Regions from separate parts of the Capra hircus genome. Here region 2 is linked to region 1. The links are chromatin contacts, called in public Hi-C maps. All regions are on one chromosome and are shown on one strand. Each heading gives the region's core, a stretch centred on a gene start, on an enhancer-like site or on the middle of the called end of the contact. The rest is flanking DNA. Distances are from core to core; before and after follow the strand shown.

Evidence for each region. A called contact is a pair of places that touch in the nucleus more often than the background predicts.
Region 2: a Hi-C map of blood shows a contact between it and region 1, with 4 times the contacts expected there. The contact joins the promoter of NRXN2 here to the enhancer-like site in region 1. A contact is called at or near these places in 2 of 5 Hi-C or Micro-C datasets (both in blood).

The regions. Positions count from the first base shown.
Region 1 is chr29:43,353,332-43,359,864 of ARS1.2, reverse strand. NRXN2 (neurexin-2-beta) reads left to right here. Exons shown (of 21, transcript XM_018043415.1): 5 at 446-517; 6 at 4,845-5,146. Among named protein-coding and RNA genes, the nearest start is that of NRXN2, 33 kb to the left of the region's middle. Within about 2 kb of position 3,469, at least 2 of the 5 cell types and tissues checked have an H3K27ac peak or open chromatin away from gene starts, as enhancers often do.
Region 2 is chr29:43,384,980-43,391,438 of ARS1.2, reverse strand. It overlaps NRXN2 (neurexin-2-beta), which reads left to right and starts at 1,730. Exons shown (of 21, transcript XM_018043415.1): 1 at 1,730-1,961.

The DNA of each region.
Region 1 (6,533 bases), core at 2,220-4,719:
CGGTTTTAGAAGAGGGGTTGCTGTGTCAAGCGATTGCATGAGCGGAAGAGCAGGAACCTGGCCCAGCAGGTCGGGGTCGAGAGTGGCCGTGAACGTTCAGGGCCCCCAGGACCAGAGGGCTGTCCCATTGGCAGGCGGTCGGGCAGAAGGGGCTCCTCAGCCAGCAATGAGGCCTCTGCTCTTCCATCCTAATCTCCCCAGCCCTGGGCAAGGGGTGGAATCCGTGGCTGAGTCTGATGGGGTTCGTGGGGCTGGTGTTCTTGGTTTGTCAACCAGCTCCTTCTCCAGAGGCCCTGAAGCAGATGAGTATCCAGAGCACACTCCCACCCTCACTGTACCTCCAGGCAGGTGCTCTGCCCTGGAAAAGGCCCTCTATCACCTCAAGGCTGGGGTGGGACTGCCTGGCTAGCCCCCTGTGCCTGACTCCCCAATTCTGCTTCTCCAGTAGGGTCCTTACTGTTCTCCGAGGGGGGGGCCGGGAGAGGAGGAGCCGGCGATGTGCACCAGTCGTCAAAAGGTCAGTGACCCCACGGTCCCCAGAGAGCCCAGCCCTTACCACCCCCGCAGGCCAACTTCACTTTCTGGAGGGCAGCAGAGTCAACAGAGGCCTCGAGCCTTCTCCTGGCTCTGAGGTCTACCCCGCACTCGTAGTACCTGCCCTGGTGTGAAGGGTCACAGAGCTCCATCTCTTTCCCAAAGCCCTGTTGTCCTGATGACCTATTTCTAGAACACAGATGTCTTCTTGTGGCAGTTGTTTAGGCCAAAGAACAGGGATGCCTTGAGAGTACCTGTTTCCCTGGGAGAGTGGCTGGGCAGCAGGTTCGACACCCCGTTTAACCATCACATTCTGAAGGCATGCTCGGTGTCAGCCCAGGGGGATTCTGGTGAAGACACTGGCATTTTTAATAGGTATGTAACACAGGCGTCACTTTAGTGAGCCTTCACGCCCTCCCCCCACCCCCCACCCCCCGCTGGTGGAAGGGCTTGTGGCCCTTGGTTTACAGATGAGGAGACTGACCTCACCAATGCCCCTGAGGCCAGCCTGGGGCCCTTTATCCTGTCTCAGGGCTGTAGGTTTCAAGCTCCCTATTTTTCCTGCACTAAGGCTATCTCTTAAGAGAATCTCTTCCTAAGAAGTTTGCAGGGCAGGGAAGCAACCCCTCAAGGAGCTCCAGCGGGTGCCAAGCCCTAGGGCCATCAAGTCCTGTTCTTTAGGATGTGCTGTTCTGTTGGCCTCGATTTCTGCCATCTCTGCCCTCTTCCCCAGCCGTTTGGTATCTCTTTCAGCTGACTCTCGAAAAACAGCTAGGCCACCCGCGCTGGAAGTCTCCCCCAAGTTCCCTCGGCAAACCCCAGACTCTGCACGGCGTTCCCTTTGTCTGCACATTCATTATATCACTCGCCACACGGCATCGTAACTGTCACTTTACCTGGTTGCCTCCCCCTCTCAACCGAGCTCCCTGAGGACAGTGATTGGGTATTTTCGTTCATATACCCCCGATGCTTTCCATGGCTCCTGGCACATATGTAGGCGTGTACTCAGCAGATTTATTTTAAATGGGTGAATGGGCTCTGTCCTCAAGGGGCTCATTGACGTTCTAACAAATAACTACAATACAGTGTTGGTACATGCAAAGTATAGGCAAAGTGCAGACTTTGTGCAGAGGAGTTAATTTATTCATTGATGGAGAGAGAGAGAGAGGCAGCGCATACACACACAGAACGTTACATCCCAGTAACACAAGTCGTTTATTTGTGGAATGGTTTACAGTTTAGGAAGCCTCACCCCATCCAGTCTCTTTCTAGATGCCCACAGCAACCTGGGAGGTAGGCAGCTGATCAGCTTCTTTGTCCTGAGGAGGAAGCTGGGCCTTAGAGATGCTGCCTCTTGGCCAAGGTCACAAAGCTGGTGCAAGAGCCAGCATTAGTGCCCAGGTCTTCTTTTTCACATCATACTTCCTCTCAAGGGAGCAGTACAAGATGTTACTAGGCAGTAAGTGCCAAATGAGCAGAACAGACAGCTGTAGTGCTTGAGAGCAGGGAGGGGCTAAGGGGGCTGGAGACCTTCCCAGAGGAGGGCTTTGAGCAGGGCCTGAAAAGGAGGCGGCTGCTCTGCCCCTCACGGCCTTTAAAGGTTCAGGACCATAACAGCTGGTCTCCAGCTACATCCAGCTTGACTGGGGACACTGGTAGGGCTCCACTTCCCCGACCCTGGGAGACAAACGAGTGTCAGCAGAGACCCCTTGCCTGTGCCAGGGACGGTTAGGAGTGGTAATGTTCAAGTGATGCTGGGAGTTGTAGTTCTGGGGCGTCTACACGGCGGCGGGATGGGAGCGAGCGCCCCCTGCTGTTCCATGTCCCGCTTCTTTCAGATCTGCTTCACACTCTCGGGAGTTCAGTGGGCCTGGTGACCCCCATATCCTTACCTGACAGACGGCCCCCCCATCCCCACCAATCCCAAGAGGTCCTTCTGCTTCCTCCCGACCCCAGGGAGGTCTCTGTCTGTCCTTCCCACCGTTCTTGGGTTTTCTGGTTCACATTTACTCATCTCTTCTCCGTCGCTCTCCTCCAGTTCTTCCAGGTTCCCTCTGGCTCCTCCAAGCCTCTTCCCATCCCTGGCCTGCTGGGTCTCTGGCGGCGGCAGGCAATGGAGGACACGTTTACTCTGGCTCCTCTCCCAGGAGACCGGAGTGGAGCCCGGCAGAGTCGAGGAATGGCCTCGTCTCTCCACTTTGCCTTGGCAGCTGGGGCCCGGCTCTAGGCCCGCCTCTCTCCTTTTCACAGGGCTCTTTTGTTCTGTTCCAATCACTTTTCCACGTGGTTGCCTTATTCTTTCCTTTCTTTCTGTTTGACTCTCCTTTTAATATTTTCTTTGACTGCCGTGAAGGTGAGGGAGTGGGAGGGGAGGCCGGGCTTTCGGGAGAGACTAGGACATGGAGCAAACTCAAGGTCAAACACGTTCCCTTTTCTGGTCCTTGAGCCCCCCGGCTCTGCCAGTGCCTGGGCAGCAGGCCTGGTTGCTATGGAAACAGCAAGGCCTTGGCTTCCTTTCCCTAGAGGTCTCTGTCCCCCTTTCCTTGCTGGCCCTCTTCCATCACCCTTACCTGTCCCCTCCCGGTTAGTGCTTGTCTTTATCCAGATTGCTTCCCCATCATCTCTTGCTCATTCCCAACTCTGTGCTGTCTCCAGACCCCTTCTGTCCCCCATGGTCCATCTTTCTCCTTCTCCACATGGCCTGCCTCCACATCACCATTCTTCCCTACTTTTCCCTCCTTGTCTCTCCTTGACTCCTCTTTGTTTTCTGGCCCTCTCTGCTGGAGCCCTCAGGTGGGCAGAGTGGGGCTTCCAGCTGTCCCCACGTGGCCCGTGCCCCACCAGCCATTGCTGCCCCACAGCCTCAGGAAACCGGGCCTTGCCAGCTGCAGCGAGTGCTGTGCCAGGCTCTGGGGCAGCAGCTGGTGCCTTGGCATCCGGAGGCAGTGAGGACTGAGTCTGCGGGCAGCCTGCCCGGAGGGAGAGCAGGGCTGTTGTGCAGGGGAGGGGCATCTGCAGGAGGCGCACCAGAGAGCCCCGGCTTCCACACGCCGTGCTGATGGTGGGGCTTGGCACATTGTGGGCAGGTGGCTTCTGAGGGCCGAATGCCCTGCCTCTTCCTGGGCTTGGGGGCCTGTGCTGAGAAACTCCGCCCTTCACGAAGGCCCTCAGCCGGCTGTCTCGTTCACTCCCAGCCTCACCTGCGAGATGGGTGGGCCCAGCTGGGAGAGTCCTGTCAGAGTCCAGGTCCTCTGTGCTCCCTGGACTCCAGGGCCCGTTTTCTTCCCTTGACGGATGTGGGCTCTGGCTTGTGAAGGTGTAGGGTTAGGACCCCACCTTCCCACCACTAAGCCGTTGTCATCCATTTGTAGAAAGCTAAATGCCCCTAAGGCCCTTCCAGTTGTTTTCACTTCTGTTTAGAGTGCCAGTGAAAGGAGCCCTATGCTGGGTGTATACACACACACACACACACACACACACACACACACGAGCCAGGCCTGCCTGTGTATCTTGCCTCCAGTCATCTCCTGGCACACAGGGGTCCTACACCTGCCCTCTGGCCACCCTGGGAGGCGCTCAACCTAGGACCTGTCAGCACTGTCCTCTCAGGTTGGACTAGGAAGTTGGCGCGGATGGTGACAGCCATCGAGGTGGCCTCCTGTGTAAGCCCCGCCCCCTGCTCCCTGGCACATCTGTCACCCACATCACCCTCCCATGTGTCTTCCCCTTGCCCCCCACCCCATTCTCTCCATTTGCTCAGTGCTATGAAGCAGGCCTACGAGTCCCATCCCAGGTGGTCAGACTTGAGACTGTTCCCAGGCAGTGAGAATGGCCATCACCAGAAAAGAGGCAGGAGGGGGAAGTGGGCTGCACTCAGGAGACCCTTGGTGCCCCGCCAAAGGGGGACACTCTAGGAAGACTTCAGGTGCAGCCTCTTGTTTCTCTTCCGCATCTTTCTGTTAAGGGGAGTGGCTGGGGGAGGGCTGGTTGGGGAGGAGATGGTGAGACTGTTCGCTTCTGTCTGCTTCGCCTGGCCCTGTGGCAGCTTAATTGTCAGCTGTCAGTGTGAGAGCCACTTAGCAGCCTCCTGCCTTGGAGCTAGGCGTGGAGGAAGCTGCTTCTGACAGCAAAGACGTCGGGGTCCAGAGAGGAGGGGGCCAGTGGGAGGAGGGGAGAGAGCCTACAGCTTGCAATTGGGATCGAGAGGCTCTGGGTGCCCTGGACCTACGCCCGGTGGCTGGAGGGGAAGAGGGAGGTCTGGAGTGCCCACGCCGCTCAGCCCTCTTCCGTTTCCCTACGGCGGCATCCAGGCAAGGAAGAGTTTGTGGCGACCTTCAAGGGCAATGAGTTCTTCTGCTACGACCTGTCACACAACCCGATCCAGAGCAGCACGGACGAGATTACGCTGGCCTTCCGCACCCTGCAGCGCAACGGGCTGATGCTGCACACGGGCAAGTCGGCCGACTACGTCAACCTGTCCCTCAAATCCGGGGCAGTCTGGCTCGTCATCAACCTGGGCTCGGGAGCCTTTGAAGCCCTGGTGGAACCCGTCAACGGCAAGTTCAACGACAACGCCTGGCACGATGTCCGGGTCACTCGAAACCTGCGCCAGGTAGGGGGAGCAGGAAGAAGGCCAGGGGCCAGCGGCGTCTGAGGCAGAATGGGAGTGGGGAGCGAGGCCACCGGGATGCGGGGCCAGGCATCAGGCCCGGTGGCAGGGTGTGGTTCTGAAGAATGTTTAGGCTTTGGGTGGGCTGGTAGGGGCCAGGAGTGTGGCTGCTGTGGGCAGGCTGCAAGGACCAGGATCCACGCTAGGGGGGAGGCTGCGGAGATGTCCACGGCCAGAGCCTGGGGGAAGAGGAAGGGCTGGGCTAGGATTGATGCTGGTGACTTGGTGCTGAGGTTTCAAGGGCTGGGGTTGAAACATCAGGGGAACTGGCAGCAGGGCAATTCAGGACATGGAGGGGTGAGACAGAACCTGAATGATGGGCCCTGGGGGTGCTCTGGGATGGGGAGACACTGGCCAGACCCTGGAGGGGCAGGTGTCCAGTTAGGGCAGAAAGTCTAGGACACATGGGGTGGGATGTGGCCTGCCCTTAGGCAGGGCCTTTGGGGCTGGGCTCAGAGCAGGGTCGGGGCAGCAGATGTGAGCAGGGAACCAGGTGGAGAGGTGCTTGGTCCTGCCTCTCCTCTGGCAGCACCCCAATTCTCTCCTGTCCCGTCCTGTTCCTCCAAAGGGGTGCAGGCTCTCCCAGGGGCTCTTGATTGTCTTGCTGTGGCTTCTAGGCTTGCCCTTGCAGGAGCTCAGGAGACTCTTGAGGCAGCCCCTACAGTCAGGACAGAGCTCTTCTCAGCGTCCCCAGACACCCCCCACTCTGGAGGAGTGCCGATGCTTCTGGGCATCGACTCTGTCCTCAGTAGCTCTTGCCTCTCACAAGGTGCAGGGAGGCTGCGGCAGGCGAAGGACTCTCTCTGGCCAGGCTCCTGCTCGACAGCAGCCCCCACAGCTTGTTTCCAGCCCTGAGAAGTTCCTGCCTCAAGCGCGCTCCAAACCAGAGCCTTTTTTGAAAGCAGATGAGGCCGCTGTGCATCCTTGGTGGCTTCCGTCTCCACCTCCAGACTCCTTGCCCTGCTCGGTTGGTGCCTGGGGCCTGGGTGCCAGGCGCCTGCTGGTCCCTTTCTCTGGGTCCACCGCTTTCTCTCGTGGCTGGTGGCAGGGATGCTTTCCCAGCTCCACTCTAGCAGGCTAAGTGCAGCCAGGACTGTGGAACCCCTGAGCCCTGGGAGGCACCGTCTGGGCTGGTTTGGAGCTCTTCTCTCACTCGGTACCTTCTCTTATTTCCTGGTTCTGGCTGAACTTCTTGGTACATGAACTTCTGTTGTCTCTCCTCTTCACCATCACTGGCAACTTCCTTCTCCTCCTCTCCTTCCTCCCGCCGAAGGCTCCTGGGGGGCAGGGGCCGTCAGACCTCACGTTGTTCTTACTTGCTCCTCTTCAA
Region 2 (6,459 bases), core at 481-2,980, 33 kb before region 1:
GTCAGAGAGGCAATTCCACGTCCACTGGCCCTGACTCAGCAGTTCCCATTCTCTGGCTCAGCTAGTGGGCTTGGTGGAGGCCATCCTGAGGGTCTGTCCAAGGTCAGCGGAGGCCCTCCAAGTCTGGAACCTGGCTCAGGGATCTCTCTTTCCAAGCCCTAGGGTTCTATGGCCTGGGTTCCCCCTCTCATCCCCTCACAGGCTGGGGAGAGAGCTCTCTTGAGGGGGTGTGGGTCCCCATACATCTACTCAGTAATTGACCACTCTGTGCAAAGTGCCTCAGGCGCCAGGATGACCTCGCGGGAAGGTCCTCTGTGTACACCTGTTCCCCTAGGCATGCACTTGCCCCAGGCCCCTGTGTGCACAAGTTTGTGTATGTTCTTGAGCAAGCATGTGTTTCCTGTGGGTGTTGTACCATGGTGGGGGAGGCATTTCTGTAGGTGTCCCTGTGTGTTCCTTTGGGAATGCCTATACACACATGGATAGGTGTGGATGGCCATGAGCATGCCTCTGAGTGCCGGTGCTTGCAATAGTGGTCGAATGTGAGTGTTCTTGCGTGTAGCCTCTGGCTAAGGAAGTGCCACCTACCACTGGCTGTGCAGATCACAGACCCTGCAACAGAAATCAGGGTCATGGAGTGAGCTGGCAGAATGGTCACACACACACACTCACAAACACACACACACACTCACACACACACACACACACACACACTCTGCCTCATTCAGAAACTCAGTGTACCCGACTTTGTGGTACACTGGCTGGTGCCAGGGCCCACCTTGGGCTGGCTGAGTGAATGAGGGGCCCCTTCTTCCACATTCATAGCCATGCAGTGATGCTGACGCCCTCACGGGGAAAACCTTCACTCCAGTACCACATTCACTCTGAAACTTCTGGTTTCAGAGTTCTGGTTGAAGGGAGCTCCTGCCAGCTTCCCTTCAGTGCTCCAGGCTGTGTGAATCCACAGCCCTGCCCCTCAACCTGCTGCTAGTCCAGAGTTCTAGGCAGGACCGGGAATCAGGCTTCAAATTCTGGGATTCCCATGAGGCAGGGCTGTGAAACTCTAAGCCCCTAGATCTACCCCGCCCCCATCTCTGCCTTTCCCTCCCTCACCGCGCCTCTGTCCTTTTCCCAGGAAAAACCTCCCCTCCTCACTTCTAGGGGCAGCCAGGGAGCCCTTGGGCAGTAAGAGGCAGAAGCCAGGCAAGGGCTGGGAAAGGCACCTTACAGGCGCGGGCGGGGTCTCGTTTCCTTAGGCTCCGGGCAACCCGGGCCCGACATTAGGCGTGGCCAGCAGAGGGCGCTGCGGCCCGGGCCCCGCGCAGGTCCTGCTCCCTCGGTGCCCGAAGTCTGGGCCCACGGCTTCCCCTTCGACTCGCCCCAGCCCCTGGAGCTGCCACGCGGTCCAGCCGGCCGGGGGGTGCGGGACCCCAGGGCAAGAGGCTAGGGCGACTGGGTTTCCGGAAAAGTCACTGGGGCTGGTTTCGGATGTCTGCTCGGTTTCGGGGCCCAGGCGCCAGGGCTAAGGACCTCGAGAAGCGGGAAAGAACTCGGATACCCTGAGACTGGAACGCCTGGGTTCCTCGCCGAGGAAGGAGGTGGGCCTGTGGAGCAGCGGCGGGCACCGGCGGCCTCTGCGCCTTCGCATTGGCTGCGCCGCTCGTCCGTTAGCGCGGCGTGATCCAATGCGCGCGCCCGGGGGGCGGGCACTGGTGCTGATGCTGCCGTCAGTCGGTGTTGCAGGGATGCGGCGGCGGGAGCAGCCGCCCTGACTCGCGGAGCATCCTCCCCTGAGCGGCACCGCGGCGGGGCGGGTGGACCAGCAGGCGGGCGGGGACGTGGCGGGGAGCGAGAGAGGCGCGAGGCGGCCGACGCTGCTGGCCCTGGTTCTGCCAACCGCCGGAGACGGGGCGGCCCCGGGGTTCTGATCCCCACCCTCCTCCTGGCGCCCCCAGAACCAGGTACGGGGTGAGGGGGGGCTGCGGCGGAGACGGGCGGGGGGCGGGAGCCGATCGGGGGAGGGGAACGATTGGAGGGGCGGGGGAGGCAGGAAGGATGGATTGGGGGGCGGGGGCGCTGCCGCGCTGAGAGGGCTGGCTGGGTGACAGCGAGGCGGCTAAGCGGCTGGGGGGGTTGGGGATAGGAGGCTCCCTGTGGAGGGGCACTGGCCCCGAGCTGGGGTGAATGGAGGGGGGTGGGAGGGATGGTCACTGAAGAAGGAATGGGGCAAGAAGGAGGTGCACCCGGAGGGCTTGTGAGGGAGGCTCTGAAGCGGGGGGGTCCCCAGCCTCTGCTAGCCCCAAGGGCTGGAAGCAGTGCTCCTCCAGAGGGAATGGGGAGCTGTTGTGCTCTGAAGGGTCTGCAGGGGAGACATCAGCGAGGAACTGGGCTTGGGGGGTGGAGAGGGGGCTGGGGAGGGGAAAGGAGAGAAGTGGAAAAGCAGGGAGCACAGGGCCAGGCCAAGAGCTCCATACTGGGGGCACCATGGAGGACCAGGCTTTCCTGGGGGATGGCAGCCAAGGGGAGAGGAGGTTATTGGGAGGGACCAGAGGGGAAGGGGCCAAGGTGCTCCAGGCAGAGATGGGTATGTGCTGGTGGAGAGCCGGGAAAGATGGGGGGCCTGAGGGATAGAAGCGGAAGCTTGCGGGGGAAGGTTGGGGATGATGAGAGGGGGAGCCTGGGAAAGCAGTAGGAGGGGGCTGTGCCAGGGTGGGAAGGCGCTGGGGGCGGCGACAGGGTTATGGGCAGAGAGTGCTGCAGGGAGAGGAAGCTGCAGGGCCCTGGGCTTGCTCCCCACCCCCAAAGAGGAGGGGACCATTCCTCTCGTCCCAGCCTCCTCCCCAGTCAAGGAGCCATCTCTCTGCTCTGGGTTCTTTGGGCTGGGGTGTGAGCCCTTGAAGCCTTGATGGGCCCTTGGAGGCAAAACTGGCTTTGGGGGGCTGTTGTGGTCTCTACCCTCCAGCCCCACCTGAGTCCTAGGTGAAGGAATTCAGTGCCTCGTTGAACCAGCAAGGGCTGGGAGGGGACTATTCCTTGGTGCCTGGAGGTGAAGGGGGAAGCTGTCCAGACTGGGAGTGATGAAATCCGTCTTAGGGTGTGGGTCTCAGGTCTCCAGTCCTCTTGACTGCCTCGAGGCTTCCAAACACTTCTGGCTTTTTCTGTGCTGGGGGGTGGGGACATTCATTTCTGCCCCTCCCTCTTGTCCACGTTGCCAGTGTCTAGGTGTTCCTTTTGGGGCAGGGTATACTCCTGGGCCTTGCATTCTCTATCTTCTGCCAGAGAAGTAGGAAGAGAGAAGGAGGAGAGAGGAGGAAAGAGAGGAGGGAGGTCGGCTGATCTGTTCACCGTAAGGCCGTCTGTTTCGTGGGGCTTTGGCCACTCAGGTCCCTAGCTCCTCCTGCCTCCAGGAATGCTGGAATCCGAGGCTGGGCTGGATCTTTCTAGGGGCTGGGGGAGAAGGGTCTGGCTAGGGAGGTTCCTTCATTCCTGATAGAGGAGGTGTTCTCAGATCCATCGTGGCCTCAGATCCACAGGGGTGGGCAGGACTGACCAGCAGGCAGAGGCCAGGCGGGCAGTCACAGCGTGGCTGGGGATTTCTCTCCAGGAGCCCAGGCCTCTGCTGGCTTCTCAACCTGGGCTGAGTCCACACTCTGAGTTCCTGAGAGGAGGGGGCTGGGTTCGAGAGGGGATGGCAGGGATCTCTGTCCCCTCCAGGCCTCCAGTCTCTATCCAGCTACCCTCTCCTGCCTGCCCTTGCCAGTGACACAGACAGCTTGACACGGATACGTATGCTCGGTGACACCCACCCAGACACACACCTACACAGGCACATACACCTGCGTACACAATACACCTCCTAGCAGCACACCGCCTACACTCCCCGCCCAGAGAAACAGCCACCTCGCTGCCTGCCTCAGAGACCTCCCCCGGGTGCCCTGCTCTGCTGTGACACCCTCGGGGCCCCCACGTGCCCCCAGAGCCTCAGTGCCCCGCTGTCAGCTCTCTCCCTCAGATGCACACAGCCCCCGCTCCGTCCAACCAGGCACCACCTCAGATTCGTACAGGCGCACCTGTACTCTTCCAACAGACCCTCACTCCGAGACACACCCTCTCCTCAGAGCCCCACCCCCCCATCATTAAGCACCGCGTTCTCTTCTGGGTCCTAAGCACTTTGCCCCAGGCTTTCGTGCGCATGACCACAGCCCCTTTAGGTCTGACCTGGTGCTCAGCCACACCTGTCTTCCTCAGAACCTTCCCATTTCTGGGCTCTCCGCCCCTAGCACTAATCCTCACGCGTGGGGGCCCTACCCCGGCATGGTGCCAAACTGTCCATTCGTTCTCAGCCCCCACGGGGACACCGAACCTGACAGGGCGAGCCCGCTCCACCTGCCCAGCCCCTCCTCCGCCCGGGCGGCCCCTGGCCTGGGCCTGTCCACACCCGCAGGGCTGCAGCCCTCAGAGGCTCATTCAGCAAACAGTCTGGCGTGTGCACAGCACCTAGCCCATCCTCGCTCCTTCCAGAGCCCTCTCTGTTGCCGCCACGGTGGGGTAGAGTCAGAGAGAGGCTGCCTGGACTCGGCTCTGCCCCTCCGTGAGCCTCAGTTTCCTCATCTGTAAAATGGGGGGTCCCCACCTACCTCGTGGGGTTCTTTCGAGGAGTAGGCCAGATGATCATGATGACAATAATAATAACAATGACTGTATTCACAGGCATTCTGTGTTTTATTGCACTTCACAGATAATTCTGTTTTTTGCAAAGTGAAGGTTTGTGCCAACCCTTCATTGTCAGATGATGGTTAGTGTATTTTAGCAATAAAGTATTTTAAAATGAAGGTATGTACATTGCTTTTTTAGACACGATGCTGTCACACATGGGACTATAGGATCATAGGCTACCGTACAGTGTGACTGGGAAACAGAAAATTTGTGTGACTTCCTTTATTGCAATATTCGCTTTATTGTGGCGGCCTGGAATTGAACCCGTGGTATCGCCCAGGTTTTGGAGTAGGCACACTGTCCCTGCCATGAGCCTGGCTCTGTGTTAAGCACTCTGTGAACTTTGTCTGATGTGTTTGTCCTGCCCCCAGTAAATGGCAGCTACTTCCATGTTCATCATGACCTTCCACGTGCGCACATACGCCTGTCATGGGCACTGTTAGGAATGTTCCCAGGCACCTCCTGCTTACTCACAAGGCCACCCCTGGAAGCCATCTGTCCCCTCTGAATTGCTGGGATGTACCCACCCAGGGCATCATCCCTCAGCTGTGCACAGCATGGGGTGGGCATGGGGGTGAGCTCACGCCTTTCACTGCCTACCTCAAACTCCCTCGTTCTGGCCCCCAGTGCGTCGAGTCATTCATTTGCACCTCAGTCCCCAGCCCACCCATCTCCTCAGACCCATACACCTGGCAACTGCCTCGTCATGCACATCGTGAGCTGCCACTCTGGTGCCCAGGCCCTCGTAGGCTTCTCTCCGTGTACATGAACACCTGCTCAGGGGGACCCTCGCACACACCCACCCACTCCCAGCCGTGCTGCTCTGGGACCTCTGCTAATCTCCAGACCCATTCATCTCTTTCCCACCTTCCTAGGTAGGAAGAAGTGCCCGGAAGTGTGGGGATGGGCCCAGGGGGCAAAATCCTAGTCCCAGCTCTGCCCTGACAAGCTGTGTGACCTTGTGGACTCTGCCTTTGGTCAGCGCCCTAGCACCCACTACCCACAGGTGGACTGCAGCCTTGAGCCGGTGGGGATGGGAGCTGGGAGGTGGGGGTGGGGGTGACTCAACTGCTCTCAGGATCTCCACCTTCTCTTCGCCCGCAGAATCCTGTCCCATAGAGACGGCCACTCAGAGGCCCCTTCTCTTCTCTGAGTGTCAGTTTCCCCATTTGCAAAAGGGGGGCAGTTATAAGGTCTGCCTTGCTTACTTCTCTCATCCCGCTACGGTGAGACTCAAAGGAAACAAGAAACACATGGAGTTTTGCACACTGTAAAATGCTGAGATGGGGTTTTAAAACGATTATTAATACAACACATACTTCTCTACGTTAGTCTCTACTAGGCACTGTTTCAAGTGCTTTACATATATCAATTCACTTTTGAAAACACTACTAAAATCTCTATTTTACACATAAGGCAACTGAGGCCCCGAGAAGCTAAGCAACTTGTCCGAGGTTGCACAGCTGGAAGGGAGTAGAGCCGGCATGAACCCAGGCTCCTGAGTCAGCGCCTCTGATCCCTGCACTTTCTCGGTTTTGCTTTTGCCCCCTGCCGAGATGTGTCTGAACATGGACTTGCCGGAGGTCTTCCCTTGTCACTTTTAGGTCATCAGAGCTGGAAGGAGGGAGCAGGAAGAGGGGGTAGGACTTATTCTTTGCTTACTGATCCTGCCTGAGGTTTTAGGGAGGAGAGAGGACCCTTCAAAATACACCTTCTGCCACTGAAAGGGCCCTCAGAGCTCGA